Linked DNA regions of Zea mays: regions 1 and 2 are each linked to region 3. A link is a contact called in public Hi-C data. All regions are on one chromosome and are shown on one strand. Each heading gives the region's core, a stretch centred on a gene start, on an enhancer-like site or on the middle of the called end of the contact. The rest is flanking DNA. Distances are from core to core; before and after follow the strand shown.

Region 1 (4,401 bases), core at 334-2,833, 420 kb after region 3:
TCTGATTTTACCCATTTGTAGCAGTGTTAATCATTTAGCTCGGAAATCACAACCGAAAAGTAATAAACAAAGTTTGCTTGTGAATTGGCACATTCTAATCTATCTATCTGCTGCATTTAGTGATAGGAAGTAGAACACTATTTACAGGTCCGAGAATAAGATTCAAGAAAGAGAGGGATTTTACTGTTGGAGAGTTTAATTAGTTATTCACATGACACAATAGAACTACGAAGAATATAAATAAGCACAAATCTAATTTTACCCATTTGTAGCAGTATTAATCATTTAGCTCGTAAATAACAACCGGAAAGTAATCAACAAAGTTTGCTTGTGAATTGGCACATTCTAATATATCTAATTAACAATTTACATCATACCTTTCATCGATTAAAAGAAATGGATGTATGTATGGGTGTTAACTCGATCTGGGGGTAGGGATTGGGATGGCGGCATCGTACCTTGCACCGAGTTAGCAGAAACAGAAGCTGTACATGAGGCTGCACTACAAATTAAAAGCAATACCTTGCCGGAGATGAGAGACATGCATAAGAGGAGCAGTGAGCAGGAGAAGCCGACAATGGTGATGTGGTCGGAGTCGCGGTATAGCAACCTGACTCTGGTGTACACGCGTGCTCGGACGACATAGAGTTCCCAAATGCTCACCATTTATCTTCATCGAATATGTGCTGACCTAGGCGAAGTGGAGGTCGTGGGGAGGAAGCATGCAAGAGTGGACATTGTGGGGACTGAGGAGGGGGAGTCGGTTGCACGACCTGCGCAGGGAGTGGGGACGGTGGAGACCGCATGAATGGGGAAGGCCACCAACGGGAGAGGCGCGACCGATGGGGCGGTGGAGTGTAGGTTGTCCGCCTGCGGGAGATCGACTGCTCTGCCGCGCGGTGAAAGCTGGCAAACGGCGGGGACGCTGGAGGCCACGGGTGGAAGTTGGCAAGCGGTGGCAAGCGGCGGCCGGGACGCTGCAGACCGCGGCTGGCGGCTGGCAAGCGAGAGGGGCGCTGGAGACCGCGGTGGCAAGCGGCGGGGGCGGCCGGGACGCTGCGTGCCTGATGGCTGGCGGCTGGCAAGCGGCGGGGTGCTGAAGATTAGGATTTTTGGATTTGCCGTATGTCATGGGCCGCGGGTGCGGGATCGGACGGGATCGGACGACGGGATCGGACGGCTGAGATTGTTTACACGATAGAATGGACGGCTGAGATCGCAGAATGACAGAACGACAGGCTACCCTTACTGTCTTAATAAGTAGTAGAGATAAAGATTTTTTATTGAACTGCTTCGTGATGAAGTTTATTGAGCAGAATTTGAATTTGTGGTGCAGTTGGTTGTGCATTACTGCATTGCATCCAGTAAAAAAACTACAGCTCAACCAAATTTAGCCGAGCGGAGACGCACAAGCCGGCGTGGGCTGCATTACACGAGACGATCAACAAGGGCAGCGGCCCAGCAGCAACGAACCACCGCACAAGCGCCAGGCCGCCAGCTCGCACTCTGGTCCAGCCACGCGGCGCCGCTGCCACCTTCCTCTCACCGTGTACGTCTTCGGCGTACACGTCTCTCTCTCTCTCTCTCCTCCCCTAAACCCTACGCTGCCCTTCTTTCCCTCCCCGTCTCTCCCTCCCGTGCGGGCGGCGGAGCTGATGAGATCCCGGCCATGGCGGGCCCCACCTCGCGGCTCCTCATCCTCGCCCGCCGCGCCGACCGACGCAGATGCCTCCCTTTTCTCGTTCCCCGCGCCTTGCAGGCCGCCCCCCCGACCTTTTCTCCGGCGTTGCCGCTACCTCCCTGCCTCCCCGCCTCAACGCCGGTGATGAGGTAACGACAGTCCACAGGCTAATCTCACCTACCGGTCACCACGGCGTAACCCTAGGTCACAGTTCCGTTTTGAACCTATTTTGAATCGCACGACTCGTTTCAGCTCGAGACATAATGCAGGGTTGGACCAGCTTCGCGTCTGCCGCGCACTAGGTTTGCGGTTTTGGAATTTGCTAGTTGTAATTGTACCATGCGCCAATCAATCATTCAATTTTTGATTCACTTTGATAGTATAAAATGTTTTGGATTAAAAGAACAGTGTGCCATGCCAGGTCGTCTTAAGTGCCTACTGTGTTATTTTTGTGTGTAGAGACAGTATATAAAGTTTTACAGAACTCCGAAATGGCATTGTGTTACTCAATTATCACTGAGAAGCATACTGAACTAATCTAGCTTAAATAAACTCTTAATTACAATTCAGGAGGAAGGATATTTGGTTAAGTAGTCTATGAAATTAGATAAATTGGCTTTTCTATTTGAGAAAATATTTTATTTTAATGATTTTTGCAGGTTTCACTGAGCCAGCAAAGCATGTTGAAATTTGAATAATTTTAATGTTATTTATTTGCAGAAATTATGTTTAGGTGGTTTATTTTTTTTTATTTGTAGCTATTCAAGTGCATTTACAAGTGTACATGGAGAGAGGCCTTCATCAGAATATGCAAAGATCAGGAAGGAGTCACTGGAAACCCAGTTTGGAAGAATATTGGGTTCAAGTTCACGCAGGCATTTTGCTGACCGTGGCTTTGGTCCATTCCTTGCTCTATACAGGGCTGCTACTATCTCCTTTCATGTTGTAAAACTCACTATTTGGCATTTGTTGCTCAATGATATGCATAAAAGAGCAGAAAAGGTAGTTTTCCTGACTTTGTTGGTGGAGGAACTGAGCATCATGTCTCTGATTATCATTTCCTTATTTCAGTTTCGAGAGACCTTGATACGCTTGGGTCCTTTTTATATCAAGGTATGCCGATTGAAATAGATCTGTAGAATGTAGCACCGATCTTTTCTATTAAATTTTGATGCTTAACTTTTCAGTATGTCTCCTTGTTAAGGTGGAAGCAACATCAATGTAACATGTCTTATGACCATCAAAATCACTGCAGCTATCACTATGGTTTTGTGACATGATTGTTATCATCCTTAAGCATCTGTACAAAATCAATCACATTGGTGGTTGTGTTGACTGCATATTTAGTGTGCCATTGTTGTGTCCATATCCTGTTTTTGAACTACAATACTTCGTTAGCTACCAGGTCGTGGGTTCGAAGCAGCCTCTCAGCATTTGCGGGGAATGGCTTTCCTCCTCGGTTTATCTCTTCCCCAGACCCCATTCATGTGGGAGCCTCTGGCACTGGGTCTGTCTGTCCTGCAATAATTTGTTAGCTAATATTGTCTTAGGTGTAATATTGTCTTATTACAACTGGGGATGATATGCTGTTTTATCAATTTTCTTTCACCGCACAGCTTGGCCAAGCATTGAGCACACGCCCTGATATACTTCCTAGTGCGTACTGTCAGGAGCTTGCAAAGCTACAGGTACCTCCCCATCCTATATTTTTTTTTTGTGATGGAAACAAATTGTTAGATCTAAGAACACGATTTCTTCAGTTTATGTTAATTTCCTAGAGTTATGAGGTGAATGAGTCTCCCTAAGTTGCGGCCTCAAAGTAGGTTCACTGGCATGTTTAAGTCATACTCCCTCAGATCCAAATTATAAGATATTTTGGCTTTTTGTAAATACATTGTTTTTACTATGTATCTAGACATAGTTTCTAAATTCATAGAAAAAACTATGCATCTAGAAAAGCCAAAACATCTTATAATTTGCAATAGAGGGAGTAGAAAGAATTCTATCTCATTTGGAGGTCTAAAACATGACTTCCAGTAATTAGTAACTCGTAGTTCGAACTCGGGAAGTCCAAGGAACATGTACTAGTAGCTTGATTATTGATTGATTTCAATGTTTTGGCTGAACAATTTCTTTTCAGGATCAAATACCACCGTTTCCAACTCGCATTGCACTCAGGACCATAGAGTCTCAGTTGGGTTCTCGAATTTCTGATTTGTTTGCTGATATCAGCCCAGAGCCGATTGCAGCAGCATCACTGGGGCAGGTTTACAAAGGTTAGACATTTCTGATAAGGCTTCGTTACTAACTTGTGATTATCCTTGTTCTGTACTGATTATTATTTACCTTAGCATATATTTCAGACCTGAGTTCTCCAAGTTGAAATGCATTCCTTTGATACTTCAAGTAATGCAGCTCATCTACGATCTGGAGAGCTTGTTGCAGTCAAAGTTCAAAGGCCTGGAATGGCGCCCTTGCTGACTCTAGATGCACTTTTGTTCCACATGATTGGAGGACAAATGAAACGATTTGCTAAGGCTCGCAAAGACCTATTGGTGGCCGTTAATGAGATTGTGAGCTTCTACCTTTTGAACCAGACTTGTTGATGTCTGTGCTATTCTGATCACTCTTGCTCTTATAGTTTCTTTACATTTGCTATTACCGGCTGATTACTATGCACTCTACCACTTCCGTTGGATACAAATTTTTTTATCAGACTA
Region 2 (4,339 bases), core at 232-2,731, 300 kb after region 3:
TCCTATAAAATTCATGTATGATTCATCTGAAATTCCTGTATTCCAACTTATATGATCGACTAGCGTGGGTGTAGCTCGGGACACTGATGTATCTAAAGATATTAATGTTTATCTTTAATGTGCTCTAGATTTTATACTATAAAATTTAGAGATTTAATCGGATTGAATCAGGCTCTATATTTATACTTATTTTTGAAATAAAAAAAATTAATAACTCTAATTTATTATGAAAAAATCATTTAAATCGTGATCTGTTACCATTCCTAAACGTATCTTACTAGCAGACTCTAGACTCACCGTCACCGCTACTGCTGTCGGGGAAGCCACAGGCCATCATGCCGCGCCTCTCTTCTCCCACCGGTGGTGGCCAGATCGGTTTTGACCTAGCTCTGTTATTGATACTGTACAACACTGTAGCATGAAGCCAAACATCATCCCTCTGACATGCATCTAGTAAAATATAACTAGAAAGTGGAAGCAGGAGCTACACGCAGCACTCCAAACTGGCCCGCAGACATACCCTGGGATTATGTATTTATGTTAGGTATGCAGGCTAAGTTGAATGCAGATAACTAGGCTAAATTTTATATAGATAACCAATCAAACTATGTAATAAGTTTCCGGCCAAAAGCAGTTGTTCCCATGTCCTCACACGGTCGAAATGTTTTTTTCCTCTTCGTTAGACTATATGAGCCTATAATCATCACATCATACATGTAGCCGTATAAAATATTATATTATTTATATAGTGAGATTTAAAATAAAAGATCATTGTGTTTAGTTGGACGAGTTTAAATTTTAGTCCCGTCACATGAGATATTTAACTACTAGTTAGAGATATTAAATATAGTTTAATTACAAAACTAATTATATAGATAAAGGGTAAAAGGTAAGATGTGTCTTTTAAGTCGATCATATGGTGCTATAGTAATATTTGTCAATCATTGATTAATTAAGCTTAAAAAATATTGTTTCGTTGTTTAGTCTTTAACTGTGTAATTAGTTTTGTAATTAGATTATATTTAATATACTTAATAGGCATTCAAATATCTGATGTAACGTGGGCTAAACTTTAGTCTCTAAAACCAAATATCTATAACAGTGGTAAACAATTAGTTACAGTTAGACAAACCTACGGCATTTATAACGTCTTATTGGCTGTTTGCATTGGGCGAGCGTAGTGCGCTTGGCCCGCTGGAAAGGAGATGCTCTGTGCCTGTGCGTATGTGTTCATGCAGCTGCATGCAGGAGGTTTTTCTAGTCTAGACTCTAGACTGCACCCGGCTGGCCTCATGTATACAGTAAACGAAACACCATCGTGCACTTGATCACCGGACTATTGTGTAACTATTGGAAGTCCTGGTCTCCAGCTGGCTTTGTACAGCGGAAAGAGGTATGGCACTCCGTATATATGGGTTGGTGAACTTCATTTTGCATTAATTTGGTTCCACACGCACGCTGTCACGTGTTTGAGCGGAAAACGACACATGGATCGGGACGAATCTTTCACTCAGCTTTGTCTGCTTCTATCGATCAATGCGTACCGGCTGCCATGCCACTATTAGTTGTCGTGGTCCGTGATCTATGATCCATTCCATATTTCCATCCTCCATTCACGCATCACAAGCTGGAAGGCACTGTGGGCAATAATGGCTCTGCTCACGCTCCAGCCAGCGATACCCTTCCTCCTGCTCCTCCTCCTCCCCGCCGCGTCCGCTGGGCTGCCCGGCGGCCGGACACTGGTGTTCATCCTGGCTGGGCAGTCCAACATGAGCGGCCGCGGCGGCGCCACCAACGGCACCTGGGACGGCATCGTCCCGCCGGAGTGCGCGCCCTCGGACCGCATCGTCCGTCTCTCCCCGGCGCTTCGCTGGGAGGAGGCGCGCGAGCCGCTGCACGCCGGCGTCGACGTGGGCAACGTTCTCGGCGTCGGGCCCGGCATGCCCTTCGCGCACGCCGTGCTCGCCAGCGAGGGCGCAGCCGCAGAGCCCCCCGTCGTCGTCGGACTCGTGCCGTGCGCGCAGGGCGGCACGCCGATCGCCAACTGGTCCCGGGGGACGGAGCTGTACGAGCGGATGGTGACGCGCGCCAGGGCGGCCGTGGCCGAGTGCAGCGGACGCGGTCACCTGGCCGCCTTGCTTTGGTACCAGGGGGAGGCGGACACCATGAGGCGCCAGGATGCTGAGCTCTACCAGCGGCGGATGGAGACTCTCGTGCGTGACGTTCGCTGCGACCTCGGCCGGCCCGACCTCCTCGTCATCCAGGTGACCCGCATCTTCTTCTCTCATGACTCTGTTTTTTTTTTTTTGGGTGGGTTGTGATTTTGTTGTTGCATCACATACACACACATGGGTCGATCCAAATTTAAGATTTTTTTTGTTTATTTCTACATATATATCACAAATGTAATGTATATATAGGTGGGCATTGCAACTGCGCAGTACAATGGCAAGTTCCTCGGCGTGGTGAGGGAAGCTCAGAAGGCAGTGAAGCTCCCAAATGTCAAGTACGTTGATGCCATGGGGCTGCCCATCGCGAGCGACCACACGCATCTCACCACGGAGGCTCAAGTCCAGCTCGGCAACAAACTAGCCGAGTCGTATTTAGAAACGCTGTAATTTTCAAATACCGGTATGCCTACCAAAAACAAGGCATTCCCCCACGATTTGGAAACGGACAGAGCAAGCAATATGTACACTCAAATTACGATGCTGCGTTGAGATTAATATTTTCCGTGCTATTGAAACCGCCCTCGTGTTAAATTGTTAGTCAGTGCACTAGTTAATCGGCAAAAGTCACACAACATTAAATACAATCTCCATGGTTGTAGAGGATAAAATCATCGCTTTATTTGAGTTTTCCATTAACATGTCATCCACTAGCAGTCAGAAACCCGTGCATTCACTATTGGCGAACACGGCCAGGCCCATCCCTTAATTTCAGCTGAAATTAAAGAAAGGAACCCATGTTAACAGTTTTAGCATCGATTTTAGCTCACTGAAGCTTTAGTACCGGTTGATGGTTGCAATAGGTACACAAGGCTTTACTACCGGTTCAAGATACAAAACCGGTACTAATATATTTAGTACCGGTTGAAATCACCACCCAATACTAAATCTTTAACATTAGTACCGGCTAAAACTATCAACTGGTACTAATATTTCCGCTTTATAAACACTCTCCCTCCTCGAGCTGGCGTCAAGGACACAAAAAGCTCTCTGTTCATGTCGCTATAAGCTGCAAAGAGGGGAGGTGTTGTCCAATTTTTTCAAGAATTTGTTGAATATTTCACTCATTAAAGTGCGAAAAAAGTTAGCGAGTTCATTATCTCATATAGTAGAGTTGAAATATTTATTCTTTGTTTAGATTTCTTGACATTTGTGGTTGATTTGTATAATTTATGGGGAAATAGTAAGTTCATCATTTAATGTGTTGCAATATGTTTGAATGTAATAGGAATTAGTAGCAAATCAAATTTGAGTTTTGTTCATTGGCTACGTAAGTTTGAGGGTTAGTGTATAATAATATTTCTTGATTTGCATGAGTTAATCCTCCCATATGTTGTGTATTATATATGTAGGTAATATAATACTCTATAAGGGCCGATTTGGTGGATAGGGATCACGAGGAGATCCATGGGGAGGAATCTGTATTCAAATTTGAATAGCAATGGGATTCCTCCCCTATGGATCCCTTCGTGGTCCATGTACACCAAATCAGCCCTAAGAGAGAGGGTGTTTGTTGGTGTTTGGTACCGACGACGCACTACGGGTATACCACAAAGTGCTTTTGGGAGGACGGCGAAGTCGATCGCAGCTCGATGGTTTGTGCTAGGAACGACAGAACACAACGGGTTATACAGCTTCGAGCCGCCTAGATGCGTAATACCTTACGTCCTATGAGTTTCTGGTGGTTGTATTTGTTGAGTTTGAGGATTGCATATGGTTGCCGAAGTGTAACGCCCTGAATTTGGGGGTAGAATTTTTTCTTCTTTTCTCTCACCAAATTCGGGCGTTACTCTCTTTTCTCTTTCCCCGTTTGCTCCTTCTTCCCAATTTCAAACCAGTATAGCGGCAGGTGTCCGTGTCATGTATAAAACAAAACCTAAGTCTCATGGGTGTTGCATCATGCCGAAGCACATTTCTTTGTCTTATGTCGAATGTTCGTCTCGTTCCGTTCCGGATTTCGGTTCGCGATTTAATTCCGTTTAGTGGTCGCGCTCGTCGTGGGTTTTCGATCCGCGAAGTGGCCCGGCCTAGCCCAACCTAGTCCAGCCCAGCCCAACCGGCCCGGCCCGCCCCGGCCTGCGCGCCCCTGGCGCCCAAAACCCCCCTATGCG
Region 3 (4,416 bases), core at 1,279-3,778:
AAGAAATAGTGAAATGGAGATGAAATACTCATGTGCAAATGCAATATTCTAGAAATCAATAGAAATCTTCAGAACTAAATTACAATTTCACAGGAAAAAAATATAAGAGAATGGTGGGACTTATTCAATTTAGAAAATTTTAAGTAGATCAGACTTATGAATAAGTACAGGAGTATCATTAGAGACACAAAACATAAAAGGATGAGAAAGATCTTTGATCCCACCTGCTTGCAGGGAATCCCTTTAAGCGCTTCTACTTGCATTGGTCGAAATATAGTTCTCCCCACTTCGCCATGACCACAGCATAATGATGAATTATCACCACAGGTGAAAACCTATTTAGACAAAATCCTTCAGAACACCAAGGCAAGGAAATGTAGTAATACAGTAATAGGCATAACTGGCTTCAATTAAGGAGATCATCAATTACCTCCCCAGACTCCGTAACAAAAGCAGCATGGTTGTGTGAAGCAGAGATGTTTATAACACGGGAAAGTGATGGGAAGGAAACCCGACTGAATGCTGCACATTGTGTAGTATCTGGGCCATGACCTAACACACCACACAAGCTGGATCCACAAGAATAGACAGAAGAGTCATGGACCAAAAGTGTGTGATATCTTCCTGTGGCTACTTGCATCTGGAAACATACAGGAGGTTCACACGTATAAGAAAACAATTTGGAAACTTAAAAAATAGCGGTTTCAATGCCATCCACCATCAGGGAAACCTGTCTCCAAATACAAGAGAATTACATTTTTTTCTGAATTGATATATATAACGTGACAACTAGAAGTGAGCTCGAATACTAGTAAACTTGTAGTCTTGAAACGATATTGAATAAGCTGCAAGACTAAATATAATTAAGATAGGTCGTCCAAAACGCCACCATGCAATATCCAGAATAAAAATGCACTCTAGCAGGAATCAAAAGGCAACTATCATTACTATGAGAATATACAACCGCATCAATATGTAAGAAATTAAGACATAATTTATATTTAAAGTAATTAGAACATTTGTTGCACAATAGCAACTAAATTTACCAGGATTTCACCATCACAAATAATCACTTTCAAACAGTTTTAGAGTGTAATTGTGCAGTATATTACGAAGTTACCATTGTTTGACACAGGAAAATGCATAACAGCATGTCGATGCACGGCAGCATTAACATGTTAATCAATCTGAGATAAGTTGTTAAAAACTTGATCCATATTTGCCTAGCAAAGAATGTCTTAAATCTGTTTATAATGACTAACATGTGCTAGTTATCCCATTTAAGCCAGACATGGGTGTGCTTATCAGCTTCAAATCATTAGCTTCTTTTAAAGCTTTAGCACATAAGCCAGCATTATTAAACAAGTCTTGGTAATTACAATATTCCAAAGTGGGCAGGGTTCAGAGTGTGAGGCGAAAATTTCTAAGACCACCTATCCTATCTTTCAGGTGCCTGAATTTTAAGATGATCTCAGGTAATACTCATGCATCACCAACTAGTATAAGTAAATTGTTACTTTTGTGATGTCTTTATGTCCCAACATATCAATTTTTGTCCTTGTCTGAATATAGAAATAATTGTGCATTATTAATTGTCTTTGTTCCAATACAAATAAGATATCGTCGGGTTTATGATTTTGTCTAATGGGTTTCTTATTCACGGAAGCAAAAAAAATATAGATTGTGTCTACCAAAGTTGCCTGCAATTTTAATATAAAATATGTGCAATAACCATCGCCTGAATGAAAACTAAAATTCAAGCACCTGAATTTTAGCAAGTCCCTTCTAAAACACAAGATAATCTCATGTCCGTACATACTATGGAGATTGAATTTTCATTAGACCTCGTAGAGTGAAGTGAAAGGGGAAAAAAGTGCTCACGCTGCCCGATGAGGTCTCGACGGTGCCTGACGACTGCTCTACGGACTGCAGGAACCTGAGCACCCTCTTCCAGCTTCCCCCGCACCTCTCCAGCAGCTCACCCCGGGCGGCTGGCCCCATGGCAGCGAACGCCGCCCGCGCGGCGCAGAGCTTGGACGCGGCGTACTCGGCGAGCGGCCTGAGCGCGCGGCAGGTGGCCTCGAGCCTCGCGAGGTCGGCGGCAGCGAGCCCACCCGAGGTCAGGACCTCCCCGATGAGGTGGCCCGGGAGCTCCTCGATGGAGAACGCGCGCGGCGCCTTCTCCCCGGCCATGGATCCACCGGCGCCGGGGCCCGGGTGAGGTGACGAAGCCTTGGGTCTCTTGGTCCCGGATCGATCGGAACCATCCAAGGATCCGGCCGCGCGGGTCGAAATGGCGCCGGAGTCAGCGGGGAGGGGAGCGGCAGCCACAGCGGCGGAGCGGGGGTGGTGTTGGGGACTGAATCAGATCGGGCAGCCCGAGAGGGTATCCGGCGCCCAGCTTGAGCAGCTCGGAGCGCACCGGTGGCGGCGGAAGCAGCAAACCCCGATTGGAACGAAGCGAACCGAACCGGAAGTCTAATCGAGCAAGGAACAACTCGGCGCACCGAATTCCAGCACCAATCCCGACCTCGGCAGCACAGAGCGTAGGCGAATCCAGGCGGGTCGTGGTGGCCGGTGGGGGATTTGAAGGCGGGGAGCGGAGAATCTTTCCTAATCGGGGGATTCCTTGCCGTCGCCTTTTTTTTTTTTTGCTTTCGAAAATCGGCGTGCGTGTATTTGCACGGAAATTACACGCACACGAACAGAATTACAGGAGGAGGAAGGGAAAAGGAGAGCTGAACAGGGAGGCAGAGGAAGGAATTTCTGTGCACGCGAGTACGCGACGGAATGGAGAAGAGGAAAAGAGAGGGACGCGAGTGATGGGCGCTGCTGCTGCTGCTGCTGCAAGGGTGTCCCGTGCGTCGATCCACCAACGCCTTCTCCATCTCCACCCACCCACCCACTAGGCCGGCGCGTGGGGAGCGGGCGTCTCCTGCTTGGCCCCAGGCGACGTGGGCCCATCTGTCGGCGAGGGATCGTGGAGTGGTAGGGTTCAGGAATCAGGACGCAACGGAGCGGAGGGCTAGGTCGCAGCAGAGACTGACATGGCGGATCGGGGAAGCGGCTGGCCCGGATGTCGGTGAAGCTATCCCTGTTTCTGTGGAGATGGGTGGCAGTGCCCGGAGCCGTCAGGCTTTTGAGACGGAGAAGGACGTGGCGGGGCGGGAGTGAGAGTGACGCCTCGGACGTGGCGGCCGCTGTTGCCTCAAGCCATGGTTGTGTCGCCTGTCGCGGCGTGAGTGGCCACCAGCGGCACAAGAACGGGATGGAAGGTTTTTCCGGTCCTGGGAGGCTGGCCGGCCGCCGTCGAATCGCTTCGGCTTTGCAGGAGGAGCCGAGGACCACGAGCTGGGCACTGGGCTGGCCGTGGCTGGAAGAAGCGAACACGGCGGTGTGGTGGCTTGGCTGCGCTGACAGCATCGGGACAAGTTAATAGTATAAATTAGAGCATATACAACTCTATTTATCCTGGGACCTTTTGAGTGGTCTTTAGAGATAAACTAGTCGGTTGCTCGTGCGTTGCGACGGCTTACAACAATACTCACGTAAACTATCCATCAAAAAAAATTCAAGATATTTTATTGATTGTCTCCGCTCTCTATATAATATATATTTTTTTGGCTAACTGATGTTATTGTTTACTCCATACAAATATATCTTGGTACAACATGACCAATGAAGTGAGCGATTAGAAAAGAGTTCACAACGATTGACTGAATGAACAGAGATTATAAAATAACATAATTTCATCATACAGAGACCAAATAAGAGAAAGTTTGTGAGATCAAGTTTATAAAATAAGTCCCATGAAGTCAAACTTATAAAAAATATATTAAAATATAGAGTGATTGCTAAAGTCAGGCATCAATAAAAACTGGATGTGCTCCATATAAATTATGCTACTTCATAGCAATTACTAACGTTTAAAACAAACAAATAACCTTTCATTTTGTTGTTAGTGTGACAAATCATTGCTGCTCCATCCAATTCAGCAACCTCAAACATCATGTAGTCCATTGCGCCAATGTGTTCTCAGAAACGACCTAATGCTTGCAAGAGCCAAGAACATCGTGCCGTGCTTGGGCTGTAGCCTCGGCCCATAGTGCTGGCCTGACCCGACACAATTATTTTTTTATCTTACAAAAAACGTATATACCTGTCAGGAACCATAATTAGGGGTACCCTCAAGGTTCCAAATTCTCAGCTGGTAACCCCCATCAGCATAAAGCTGCAAAAGCCTGATGGGCGCGATTAAGTCAGGGATCAGTCCATTCGAGGGACTCGATCACGCCTCGCCCGAGCCTAGCCTCGGACAAAGGCAGCCGACCCCGGAGGATTTCCGTCTCGCCCGAGGCCCCCTCCAGCGGCGAACATATTTCCGGCTCGCCCGAGGCCCTGCCTTCGCCGAGAAGC

What was found. Hi-C and Micro-C count contacts between places; a contact is called where the count stands out from the background.
Region 1: a contact with region 3 is called in a Hi-C map of leaf, with 6 times the contacts expected there. The contact joins the promoter of LOC100281697 here to the promoter of LOC100382481 in region 3. A contact is called at or near these places in 10 of 25 Hi-C or Micro-C datasets (bundle sheath, ear, endosperm and 5 more) and 2 of 3 datasets of contacts at active chromatin or transcription factors (leaf and seedling).
Region 2: a Hi-C map of endosperm shows a contact between it and region 3, with 5 times the contacts expected there. The contact joins the promoter of LOC103632302 here to the promoter of LOC100382481 in region 3. A contact is called at or near these places in 7 of 25 Hi-C or Micro-C datasets (bundle sheath, ear, endosperm and 2 more) and 1 of 3 datasets of contacts at active chromatin or transcription factors (leaf).

Annotation. Positions count from the first base shown.
Region 1 is chr7:44,747,109-44,751,509 of Zm-B73-REFERENCE-NAM-5.0, reverse strand. It overlaps LOC100281697 (ubiquinone biosynthesis protein ubiB), which reads left to right and starts at 1,583. Exons shown (of 13, transcript NM_001154617.2): 1 at 1,583-1,830; 2 at 2,440-2,683; 3 at 2,753-2,794; 4 at 3,298-3,369; 5 at 3,822-3,957; 6 at 4,097-4,254. The coding sequence starts at 1,670.
Region 2 is chr7:44,868,066-44,872,404 of Zm-B73-REFERENCE-NAM-5.0, reverse strand. It overlaps LOC103632302 (probable carbohydrate esterase At4g34215), which reads left to right and starts at 1,481. Exons shown (of 2, transcript XM_008654133.4): 1 at 1,481-2,264; 2 at 2,421-2,768. The coding sequence starts at 1,650. The coding sequence ends at 2,618.
Region 3 is chr7:45,168,307-45,172,722 of Zm-B73-REFERENCE-NAM-5.0, reverse strand. LOC100382481 (putative regulator of chromosome condensation (RCC1) family protein) reads right to left here and starts at 2,528. Exons shown (of 6, transcript NM_001175220.1): 1 at 1,882-2,528; 2 at 431-640; 3 at 225-335. The coding sequence starts at 2,193.